Regions from separate parts of the Mus musculus genome. Here region 2 is linked to region 1. A link is a contact called in public promoter capture Hi-C data. All regions are on one chromosome and are shown on one strand. Each heading gives the region's core, a stretch centred on a gene start, on an enhancer-like site or on the middle of the called end of the contact. The rest is flanking DNA. Distances are from core to core; before and after follow the strand shown. Region 1 holds the start of Map11 (microtubule associated protein 11). Region 2 holds the start of Ints1 (integrator complex subunit 1).

What was found. Promoter capture Hi-C pulls out the DNA fragments that hold promoters and counts their contacts.
Region 2: a promoter capture Hi-C map of liver shows a contact between it and region 1, with 3 times the contacts expected there. The contact joins the promoter of Ints1 here to the promoter of Map11 in region 1. A contact is called at or near these places in 1 of 39 promoter capture datasets (liver) and 1 of 484 Hi-C or Micro-C datasets (the G1E-ER4 cell line).

What each region holds. Positions count from the first base shown.
Region 1 is chr5:138,261,019-138,266,936 of GRCm38.p6, forward strand. Map11 (microtubule associated protein 11) reads right to left here and starts at 3,034. Exons shown (of 11, transcript NM_153161.3): 1 at 2,404-3,034; 2 at 2,049-2,144; 3 at 1,829-1,958; 4 at 1,640-1,726; 5 at 1,396-1,516; 6 at 1,152-1,299; 7 at 784-866; 8 at 535-698. The coding sequence starts at 2,814. It overlaps Gal3st4 (galactose-3-O-sulfotransferase 4), which reads right to left. Exons shown (of 4, transcript NM_001347507.1): 4 at 3,903-5,288. The coding sequence ends at 4,275. It overlaps 6330418K02Rik (RIKEN cDNA 6330418K02 gene), which reads left to right and starts at 3,027. Exons shown (of 3, transcript NR_045821.1): 1 at 3,027-3,083; 2 at 4,739-4,987; 3 at 5,209-5,643.
Region 2 is chr5:139,773,487-139,779,404 of GRCm38.p6, forward strand. It overlaps Ints1 (integrator complex subunit 1), which reads right to left and starts at 2,192. Exons shown (of 47, transcript NM_026748.2): 1 at 1,846-2,192; 2 at 802-1,092. The coding sequence starts at 1,984.

The DNA.
Region 1 (5,918 bases), core at 1,784-4,283:
CTGGAAAGCTTGCTTCAGCTCCCACAAGTCTTTATCAGCACATGGAGTGTTTAATTGGCAAAGTGCTTTGCCCGGAGTAAACTGAGTAAATGTTATCTTTTGCCGAGGGTTACAGATAACAACGGTTAATGCTGGGTGCTGTGGTCTGTGCTAACCCAGATGGTGTCTGTTAACTGTTAATATGCATAACAAGCCATGAGATGTTACTTCGTAGTTTTAGAGAGGACAGAAGCTCAGAGAGATGAAGGAACTTTCTCAAGATCACAGAGCTAGTAAGCGTGTGTGTGTGTGTGTGTGTGTGTGTGGTGTGTGTGTGTGTGTGTGTGTGTACACGTGTGTGTGTGTCCACTGCCTACCTCGAGTCTCTGTCTGTGATCCTGGATGACTAGCCAGGTACCCAGGAGAGCCAGCCAGGTACTGCAGGTCACCTATTAAGGTAGGGCTGGCACTACTTGGAAGCTGTTCTCACTGTCCTGCCCTTTCCTTTCCCTGTCCCTCCCAGGGGATAAGGTCTCAGCCTGGCAGGTGACCCACCAGCCTGTGCATGTTCCGGGGTCCACACAAGCCTCACAGCAAGGAAGTCTTGGAGGTTGTTGAGCAGCGTGTAGGTGACAGTGAAACGCTCGTAGGTCCGAACAGGGGACTCACAAGAAGCAGTCATCACAAAGCAGGGGCGGTCTAGGCGGACACTGGGCAGGCTAGGAGCAGTGAGAGAGGAGGCTGGATGTACGTGTTAGGCAGAGGTGAGCGGGAGAGCGCCTGGTGGGTCTCCCACGCACTCACCGGTAGTGGGTGTAAATGCTCTGGGTGAAGGGCAGCTTCGGCGTGGACCACTGAACCACGGCAATCAAGGGGACTTCAAGGCCCTGCAGATGGGACAAAGGGAGACTTGGGATGTTCAGAGGCTCGTGGCCTTTCCCTTCCATTGTGTTTTCTTTGAGCCTAGGACTTCTCTCCAACTGCTCATATAGCTGGGGATGACCTGAGCCTCCTGCTACCTCCCAAGTGCTAGGATCCCAGGCGCAATGCCACTATGCCAGATTTATGCAATGCTGAGGGTAGAACCCTGGACTCTATGCTTGCTAAGCAAGCACTCTACCAACCCAACAGTTCCCACAGTGGTCGTCACTTCTGTGATCACACCAGCTCACCTCCTTGGCCCCAGGAGGGGGCTGCTCACCCCCTCTCAGCTGGAACAGGAAGTTGTGTTCCTCCAGGGCACTAAGTGGACAGGGGAAGTAGCCAGATGTTCCAGGAAGCCGACAGAAGGATCCCATGGAGACTTCCCCAGACTGGTGACTAGTTCAGAAGAAAGAAAGGCAGGACATGAGCTTGCCACTTCCCATCTCTGTCCCCAACCACGCCACAGCTCTGCCTCCTGCCCCAGAACCTCACCAGACATTGTCCACCAGCAGCACAGAGCCATCAGGCATGACAGGTAGATAACTGGCATTGAAGTTGGGGAGGATTCGGATATCCCAGATGGAGATCTCTTCCTGGGAAGAGCTATTCAGCACTGTGCGGGAACAAGCCCAGCTCAGAGTAGTGAGAACCCTCCTACCCCAACTCCACCTTTACCTAACATACTGGACCCATTCCCTTGCTGCTAGTCAAGCCTTGCGCCAGCAGATCTGCTCACCCTTGAGCACGGTCAAGTGCTTTCCAGCCACAGTGAACTGCCGGCATTTCAGAACTGGAGGGGGCAGCAGCGTCAATAGGGTGCTCACTGCAGAGAAAGGATGTGGCAGGAAATCAAGACCTCCACATCACAGTGTGGCACCCTCTAATCTACTCCTCTCCGAGCTCCAGCTTTCCCCCTCTCCCCCACCTTGGGCCTTGAAGGCGCTCTGTTCTCCACGGAAAGTCTCCCCAGGAGATCGAGTCTGTAGCAAGCGCAGGTAGCCTTGATCTCTGACTTCTGGTGCCTCGACCTCCCGCTTCCACACGGTCACTACAATCTAGGTACAGGAGCCATCGGACCATGATCACGAGGGGTCTTAAAATGTCATCTGAATTATAGGGCAACAGCCTCAGCTCTGTTATCCTACCTTGGCCTTGGGTGTCCCTGGGGGCAGTCTATCCAGTGAAACGGTGAGTGGGAAGATGACTTCATCTGTGGACACAATCGGTTCTTCCACAGGCAGCTAGGGGTTATATGAAAGGGGTGAAAATGTCAGGATGGCGGCAAAGATTCAGGCTCCTTTAACGTTTCTGCAAGACAGAGCAAGTCTTTATGCCCACCCCTTCTTGAAATCATATGCCTCCCGTCTTAGGTTCCTCTGCAGGACAGGACAATGCTGTCATCTGCCTCCTACATCAGGTCCCTAAGGAATCCATGCTCCAAACTATCTTTCTAGCTTCCAGCAAACCTCCCCTCAGCCCTTGTCACCCAGAGATCCTCACCGTGGTCGCGCCCCCTGAGGTAGCAGGGCCCTGGCCGTGGGTGAGAAGGGGGCTGCAACCTCGAAACAAACCCCCGCCCCCCGGGTCCCCTCCCCCCGGGGGGTCAGCATCCTGGTCGCCGGCGCTGCCGCACCCTGGCAGCGCTCCTCCTGCGCTGACCGAGGCCAGGGCGGCCAGGGAGGTCGCCAGCTCGGTCCAGGCCCCTCGGGATGCCAAGCCCGCGCCGCCCCCAACGCCAGCCCCCACGCTGCCTCGGCAGCGCAGCACCAGCAGAAAGCGGACTGTCTCCCCCAGGTACAGATGGTTGCGCCGGGGCAGCGCCCGGTACCGGCCCGGGTCCCCGGCCAGCTCGGCGCGTGGCGGTAGCGGCACAGCCGGAAAGTACATCGAGTAGTCGCATTGGGACTCCATTGGGTGGGGAGGACGATGCGACCCGAGACCGGGCCGGCAGGGAGCCACGGGACCGGGGGAGCTCGGCCTGCGAGTCCAGACACCGGAGGACCGCGGCTCCGCCCGGCAGGCAGCGGGACACACCAGCCTGGCCCGGAAACCAGAGAAACGAACCCGGAACCTAGACCCAGCAGCGCCAGACCAGGAGTGCGGGCGCTGAATGACTGGAGAGAAAGCGGAAGCGGAAGGAAGGGGGCGTGGCCTCCGAGGCTTCTTGGCTGAGTCGAGGGGTGAGTGCGGGCTGCTGAGGAACCTTTAAGGATGCTAGACTGGCTTCTTTGGGTAGAATTTATTTTTATTTGTCTCCGCCTCCCTCCTTTCCTTTCTTTCTCTTCTTCCCTCTCTCTCTTGCTTTCTTCCCTGACTTTCTCTTTCTGTTCCCTCTCTCCCACGCTTCTTCCCTTTTATGACAGCATTTCTTGTAGCCCGAGCTGGCCTTAAACTTCCTCTAAAGCTGAGGATGAATTCAAATTTTTGCTCCTTTTGCCTCCATTCTCCGGAGCGCTGGCATTACAGGTATGTGCCATCAGGTCTGACTTATGCAGGGCTGGGCGTTGAGCCCAGGGCTTCATGAATGCTAGGTAAGCATTCTGCAAACTGAGCCACACCGCTGCCTTTTTTTTTTCTGATATTTTGTTGTTGTTGTTGTTATTATTGGTGATGTGTGTGTGTATGTGTGTTACTGGAATGCCTGAGCCTCAACCTCATGCTAGCCAGTCGTTTTACCAACAGCTGTATCCCCAGCATTGAGGGAATACTGAAAGAAAAGAAAGACCCCATTACTTAGCCTAATTTCTGTCCAATAAAAGATTCTCCATCACTTCTCCTTTTAGAGCCCTACATAGAACAAAGAACTGGGGGCAGGGGAGATGGCTCTTTGGTTAAGAGCCCTTGCTGTTCTTGCAGGGGACCAGGGGTTGGGTCTCAACACCCACATGGTGGCTCACAATATTTGGTAACTCCAGTTCCAGGAGATCTGTGGACACCAGGTACATTTACACATGTAGGCAAAACACTCATACACATAAAATAAAATAAGTCTAATAACCTTTTAAAAAATAAGTAAACGTTTCGTAGCATTTATTCATCCAACAAATATTTTGATAGTGAAATTAGCACAGCTCCATAACAAATATTTCGTAGAGAAATGGACATATATCATGCCCCAAACTTTCTCTGTGTCGCTGTCATCTTTTGCCCCTCCAGGGGGTTTTGAGGAACTGCTACATGAATCTGTCTTGAGGCTTGAAGTGGCAAAGTTAGGGGTTGGGGGAGGCAACAGATTCTGCTGGGATTTCTAGAGGAAGTCCAGACAACAACAGTCTCATCTTAGAGCAAACTTCCTGTTCCTTCCAAGGGAAATACATACGCACCTAGAGGTCCTCCACCCGTCGCATATGTCCTAATTTGTAGTCTGATACCTATGGGGACAGTAGCCTTGAGGTCTTGAGAGGCGAGGAGACTGTAGGAGGAAACTGCTTAGCATCAAGTTTATCCTTATACTGTAGCTCTGGAGTAGCCAAGCGTTCACATTCCTCTTTGTCTTTCTGGTTTAGTCCACTCTGAAGTACATAGCCCAATACCTTAGCTGAACCAAACTGTAAAGGACGGAGCTTTGCATCAGCGATGTATTTGGGGTCTAAAGCCTCACCTCCCACCAAGCAACGTTTAGCCAGAGCTTCTCTTCGAGCCCGGAGCTCAGCCACAGCACGTTGCAGTCGACTCCTGCCATACTGTTCTATCCGCGCCCACAGACTACGGTTGAAGTGAATATAAAGAGCCCAATCCAAGTTATTCCAAGCTCGGGCCTGTTTGGTTAGCTGCTGATCTTCACCAGTCACCACAGTCTTATTGGCAGTTCTGATAAGACTCTGCTTTTTTCCAGCCTGGGCATTGTGCATGAAGCCCACCACATCGTCCAGACTCCAGCACAGGGCATCTGCCAACAGGACCAGTGACTCATCAAAGTACTCGGCCACCATGACCAGGTCAAAGACTGAGTCCAACCAGGCCAGACCCCATTGGATAAAGGATGAGGGCCTAAAATCTGAGGAGACAAGGCTGGCTGGCTGCTTGTAACTATCAGCAGCTGTGGTAACAGGACGGAAGAGAGTTCCAGGGCTAGCACCGGAAGGTACAATATGTAGCTGGAGAGATTTGGGGTCTCTGGGTAGCTGGGGACTCACTTTCATGGTCTTTGTCTCTGGGGGAGAGGGCAAACCAAAGTCAAACCATAGTAAGTTACGGGCGTAGTGGTTGCCACGGGCTCCGGGTCTGTAGAAGGCTTGAGGATTGGACAGGAAGGCGGCCAAAGACGGTGCCTTTCGGAAAGCCGATGAAACTGATTTGTAATAGGAGAAGGCAGAGCGGGCTAGAGCTGCTGGATCTCGGACAATGGAAAAGAAGAAGCTATCAGAAGGCATGACCTGAAGTACCTGCAGAAGAAAGAAAGAGAGGAAGAGCTTGACTGAGGAGAAAATGAGTCCAAGCTGAGGCTCTGATGAGCCGTCAGGCTCTGCTGTACACCCCCAGTTTCCCCTACTAGCTGTGTGATGTTGGGGAAATTACATAGCACCTCTGAAATTCAATTTGCTGTCTGCAAAAGGAAAGTAGTCAGAGGTTCCCAGGTAATTGAGAATACTCGAAATAACAGCTAGTCAGAAATCTAGAACACAAAGCTCTTACTGGTTATTAATGTCCTTGGGTTTTTGTGTCTTCGTTGGTAGAGAAAACTCTCAAACCTGGGGCTGGGGAGATGGCTCAGTCAATAAAGTGTGTGCCACACAAGCATGAGGACACAAGTTTATATTCCCAGTACACACATAAAAGCCAGACAACAGTGGTGCTCACCTATAAACCCAGGGTTGAGGAGGCAGAGACAGGTAGAACCCTGGGTGCTGACTGGCCCACACTGGAAATCTCTAAGAACCAAACTGTGTTCACCTCTACAATGAAAGTCTATTTGTATTCAGTTCGTGTGTGTGTGTGTGTGTGTGTGTGTGTGTGTGTATGTGTGAGTGTTTGTGTATTGTACTTTTGTGCATATGGACTCAGAGAACCTCATT
Region 2 (5,918 bases), core at 942-3,441, 1.5 Mb after region 1:
TGACATCTCAGTACCAAGGGACAACGTAGCTTCATGAGATACAGCTTCATTAAAGGCTAGAGGACAGGATGCTTGTCCTTTTTGGCTCTCAGGAAGGAGTCCCTTAGAAAGGCTCGGAGCAGACACGCAGACAGTGGCGTCTGCTACTGGAATGTTAGGTGCTCAGAGGCTGGCACATAGCTAGCGGGTGACAGGTCTATGCTAAGGCATCATGGAGCTGCTATGAGTCACTGAGGGGCTCTGGGCTGTAGAGTTCAGTGGTTACAACACTTGCCTTGTGTGCATCTGGACCTAGGCTCAATCCTGGCACTGTCAAAGAAGTCATGGGATAAATGACAAGAAGGAGGAGAAGGTCAGACCCCTGCACAACTTCAGGGACACTCGTCTCTCCTCTGAGGTCTCTTTGGTACTTGGGGGACCTATTTTCTACCTGGAAAATGGCACCAAAATGCTCCCTGTCCTGGAGGCAAAGACAGTGAGCAAAGAATCCCCTTCCACTGGAGGACCGGGCTAGAACCACTTAGATGCCACCACAGCCTGCGCACCTGTCCCAGCACGGTTCAGAACAGTGCTGTCACAACCAGGGGCAGGCTGTACACAGGCCAGATAAATGATGGAACGAGGAACCAGGAGCACTGTGGGAATGGGAGGTGCATCTGTTCACAATGCCAGGCAGCGAGCCCACAGGAAGCCAAGACCCCACTACGCTAACAGAACCAGGCTGGAAGTGGCTCCCACGGGCACTGGGCAGATGGACAGGATGAAGGAATCTCTCTGGGGAAGTTGGCAGTCTGATCTTACCTTCAATGGGCACCACAGATGGCTCCTTAATCGATGGAGAAATGGCTCGCTTCTCTGCAACTGCGGCTTCAGCCAGACGTCCCAGGGCGCTCAGTGGGGGAGTGGAGGACAGTTTGGGGCGCTTAGTGAGGCCGGTCAGCGCAGAGGTCCCAGACAGAGAAGCTGAAGCATCTCTCTTGCGCTCTGAGGGTAGCCCAGAAGGGGCTGGCTTCAGCAGGGTGGACGTTGTCTTTGATTCACTGGCCTGACCCTTGGACCCCAGAGCAATAAAGTCCCCAGGGGGAGGGTGCCCTGCAGAGGAACAGAAAACCCACACCTGTGATACCCAATCTCAGAGTGGGCCCCCAAGAGACAAAAGTAAAGCCTGAGGTTGTCCAACCACCCTGGCAGAGCAAGCGATGGCTGACGCTGATCCAGTGCTGACTAGAAACTAAGCCATCTGTAACTCATAAGCACTGTCTACTTAATTCTCACCGGGCTTCTTCAAAAGTTATGACCCTCGTTTTACAAATAAAGACACAGAAGTTAGGCAGGGGACTGGTGGCACATGCCTTTAATCCCAGCACTTGGGAGGCAGAGGCAGGAGGATTTCTGAGTTCAAGGCCAGCCTGGTCTACAGAGTGAGTTCCAGGTCAGCCAGGGCTACACAGAGAAACCCTGTCTCGAAAAAACCAAAACAAAACAAGACAAAACAAAATAGACAGAAGTTAAGTAATGTGCCAGTGTCACACAGTTAGCAAGAAGAAACTTTAGGACCCCAGTCTAGATTATCCGGCTTCAGAGACTGTGATTCTGGTCCAGGTACCCTGTCCTTGCCAGATGCTCAGCAGGACAAGGATGCCCTTGTCCTTTAGGAGCCCCTCAGGACAGCAATGTATGCAGGAAGCCTGGGTTGGATGACCGTTGTCCTGCTGTGTTGGATGCCCACGCTCTCCCAACAGTCCCAAGTTAACTATGTCCCGTAGGAACCCCTTCAGTGGCCATGCCGGCCTTCATGGAACCCATTCATTGACCGTCTCGAGGTCGCCGCGCGCAGGGACGCACCTGAGGGCTTGGCGGCCGCGCTGGGTCTCCGTACGGTGGTGGGCTTGGCTCGATTCATCCTCCCCGCGGCCCGGGCGCCCCTAGAGGAAGCGCCTTCACCTGGGAGGAGGCGGCGGGAGTCACTCGCTCGCTCAGTCATTCATCCCTCGCACCGGGGCCACTGGACCGAGTGCCCAGGGCCGCCTACCGGGGTCACAGAAAGGGGCCAAGTGCGGCACACACGCGGCCGACTGCGGAGACGGATGTCACCGCAGGGAGCGGACTTCACCTGGGTGCAAAGGCCCCTCACCTCCGGTGCAGCACTCTGCAGACCCGAGACACGGGCGCTCCGGAAGTGCAAACTGATCTGCGAGCCTTCCGAGCGCTGATTTCTCACATAACCGGAAGTAAAACAAACCCGAAGGCGAGGAAGAGAGGAGAGAGGCAGGCAGAGCCTACTAGTGTTTGCACCGCCCTCTGGCGGCCGGAGGCTGGATGGACCTATGCCTGTCTGAAAGCTGGGCTTGTTGGGCATAAACTGTTCCCTCTTACGGTTTTGGAGCTAAATCTGATCCTAGCTCAAGAAGTCAAAATCCAGCCGGTCGGTGGTGGCGCACGCCTTTAATCCCAGCATTTGGGAAGCAGAGGCAGGCGGATTTCTGAGTTCGAGGACAGCCAGGGCTATACAGAGAAACCCTTTCTCAAAAAACAACAACAACAAAAAAGTCAAAATCCTACTTTCATATTGATACATGCTCTAAAATGTTGAAGGCCTCTGTCAATGGCCTCTGGATTCACCTGATTTGGGTACCTCTGTCAATGGCCTCTGGATTCACCTGATTTGGGTACCTCCCTCTCCATGGAGACCTCTACATGGAGCTATCAGGATAGGTACTGCAGGTCTCCTCTAAGGAAGTCCCAGATAGATTGTCCAGCTGCTGGGACAAAGACAAAATTCCAGACATGGTCCCGAGACCATGTTTGTGTGTGTGTACATGTATGTGTGTATACATATATATGTATGTGTGTTTATGTATGTGTGTGAATGTCTGAGTGTATCTATACACATATAGACAGACAGATAGACATTCCAAGGTCATAGAATTAGGATTGGGAGCCCAAGACCCTCAAGCGCCCTTAATGGATTGTCCCCATGATGGCCAGCCTCCTTGGTGCCAGCAAGCCCAGAGCTATATAGTAAACATTTGTGGGCTGAATAAAGGATGTGTTTGAACATTGTGGCACAAAGGGAGCTTCAGGCAGAGAGCTGGTTTTCAGCCCCAGGAGCGCACCTCCCATACCTGTCAGTGCCTGCAGTTCAGGGTCTTTCTTACTGTGATGCCAGGGCTACAATAACAGTATGTCAGGGTAAGCAGGATGGGTCAGTAGGTGAAAGAGCTTGCTGAGCCAACTCTACAAATTTGTCCTCTGACTTACACGTGTGCTGTGGTGTGCATGGCTGTACATTCACATCATGCACACTCATACCCACAATAACAATAGATAAAATTTAGATTTTAAAAAGGGATGAGTTGTCACAGTGTGGTCACACACACCTTTAATCCCAGCACTCAGGAGGCAGAGGCAGGTGAATCTCCGTGAGTTCCAGGACAGCTGGAGCCACATAGACAGACTCTGACCCAAAACAAAAGCAAAATCAAACAAAATGGCGGGGAGTCTGTTTACTCCAGTAGATCCTAACCCAGTGACAGTGGAACCCAGCTCAGCCTGAGCCCTGCTGAGGACCCTTTGGGGAAGGTTGGGCAGCGTCCCCCAGAACCTATGTAGGATGCTGGCAAACCACACTGAGCAGACCTGCAGCTGCTGTGGTCTAACTGCCCCAGTGGCAGGAAGCAGCTGTCCCCATCTGCCAGCCTGAGCCTCATACTGCTGTGCCTGGTGGTGGACAGTGTCCCCGGGGCTCTGTGGCTCCCTGTATGGATGCAGCATTCCCAGTTCAGCTTAGCCCACCTCACTTGCAGCAAGCCTCCCTCTCTCCCTCTCTGTGGTACCAGCATCAGTGCCTGCAAAGCCTCCCGGTCCTCAGCCGCACACACCCTGCATCCCTGCTGGAACTCCTCACCACAGGTCATGCCATATGGCATGCCAAGATAGGCCCTGTCAGGTGTCCTCGTTAGCAGGGCAGGAACACCTAGAAAGCTCTGGCACATAAAGAGCAGATCCATTCAGGGACATGTGACATGGGGACACCTGAGGAAGAGCAAGGAAGCTAGGAAGCCAGATTACCTGGCCCAGCATCTCTCTGAGGGCCTGGACTTCATCCATTCCATTGAAAGGGGAGCTAACCTCCTCCATCAGGCCCACTGCTATCCTCTAAGCACTTATATAACCAGCTCCCTTCTGGTCTCCACTTCTGCAAGTTTACCAAACCCACCCCTTCCCTGTGACCTGTAACCATCATCCACCGGGAATGAAGGCATTTCTTTTGTTTGTTTGTTTGTTTTTGAGACAGGTTTCCCTAGGTAGCCCTGGCTGTCCTGGAACTCACTATGTAGACCAGGCTTGCCTTAAATTCAGCAATTCTCCTGCTTCTGCCTCCTGAGTGCTGGGATTAAAGGTGTGTGATACCACACCCAGTTTAAAAAAAATTTTTTTTTTAATTTAAAGGTAGATGATCTGAGTGTGGTCTTTAATTATAGCACTGGGAGGCAGAAGCAGGAGGATCTCTAAGATCAAGGCCAGCCTGGTCTACATAGCGAGTTCCAGGACAGCCAGGGCTACATAGAGAGAACCTTGTCTGGGGGGCGGGGAGGGCAGGGGAGGAGGAGGAGCAAGCAGGGAAGGCACCTGACATTGATCTCTGCCCGCCCCACACCACTTTACCGTGAATGTGTGTGCCCATGCTTTTAAGCACTGAGCCATTTCTCTAGCCCCTATATATTTTTTTTTCATTTTTCTTAATTTTATGTATGTGTGCACACTGCCGCTCTCTCCAGACACACCAGAAGAGGGCATCAGATCTCATTACAGATGGTTGTGAACCACCACGTGGTTGCTGGGAATTGAACTTGGGACCTCTGGAAGAGTAGTCAGTGCTCTTAACCACTGAGCCATCTCTCCTGCCTCTATATTTGTCTTTGAGATAGGATCACACACCATAGCTTCATACTTAGAATCCTTCTGCCTCCACTTCCAGTGCCTGGCATAACACAAGTGTGCCACTGCAACTGCTTTGAAACAATCATTTTGTTACTGTCACCAGGCCACTGGGTCTCGGTAATGGACAGTCTTGGTTATCAACTCTACTATATCTGGAATTTTCTAAAACTGGCTTGGGCGCACCAGCGAAGGATTTTTCTTTTCTTAATTAAATCTTTCAAAGTGGGAAGAGCCACTTTTAATTCAGATCTTTTCTGTTTGTTTGTTTGGTTGGTTGGTTGGTTTGATTTGGTTTTTGAGACAGTTTTTCTTTCTAGCCCTGGCTGTCCTGAAACTCGCTCTATAGACCAAACACTGACCTCAAACTCACAGAGATCCACCTACCTCTGCTGCCTGAGTGCTGAGATTAAAAGTGTGTGCCACCACCACCCAGTTTAATCCAGATCTTTTCAAACAGAAGGAGACACCTTTTGGTTTGGTTTGGTTTGGTTTGGTTTGGTTTGGTTTTTCTGAGACAGGATTTCTCTGTGTAGCCCTGGCTGTCCTGGAACTCACTCTGTAGACCAGGCTGGCCTTGAACTCAGAAATCTGCCTGCCTCTGCCTCCCAAGCACTGGGATTAAAGGTGTGCACCATCGGGCTGGTGAGATGGCTCATTGTGTAAGAGCACCCGACTGCTCTTCCGAAGGTCGGGAGTTCGGATCCCAGCGACCACATGGTGGCTCACAACCATCCGTAACGAGGTCTGACTCCCTCTTCTGGGGTGTCTGAGGACAGCTACAGTGTATCACATATAATAAATAGATAAATCTTTAAAAAAAAAAAAAAAGGTGTGCACCATCACTGCCCGGCTGGAAGGAGACACCTTTAGTCTGGGCCACAGCTTCTGCCGGCTGTCTATGTAAAGAACATGGAAGAAGGAAGCTTGTTCTTTCTTGGCTGCTGTCCTCACTCTCACTACCAAGTCCGTTCCTT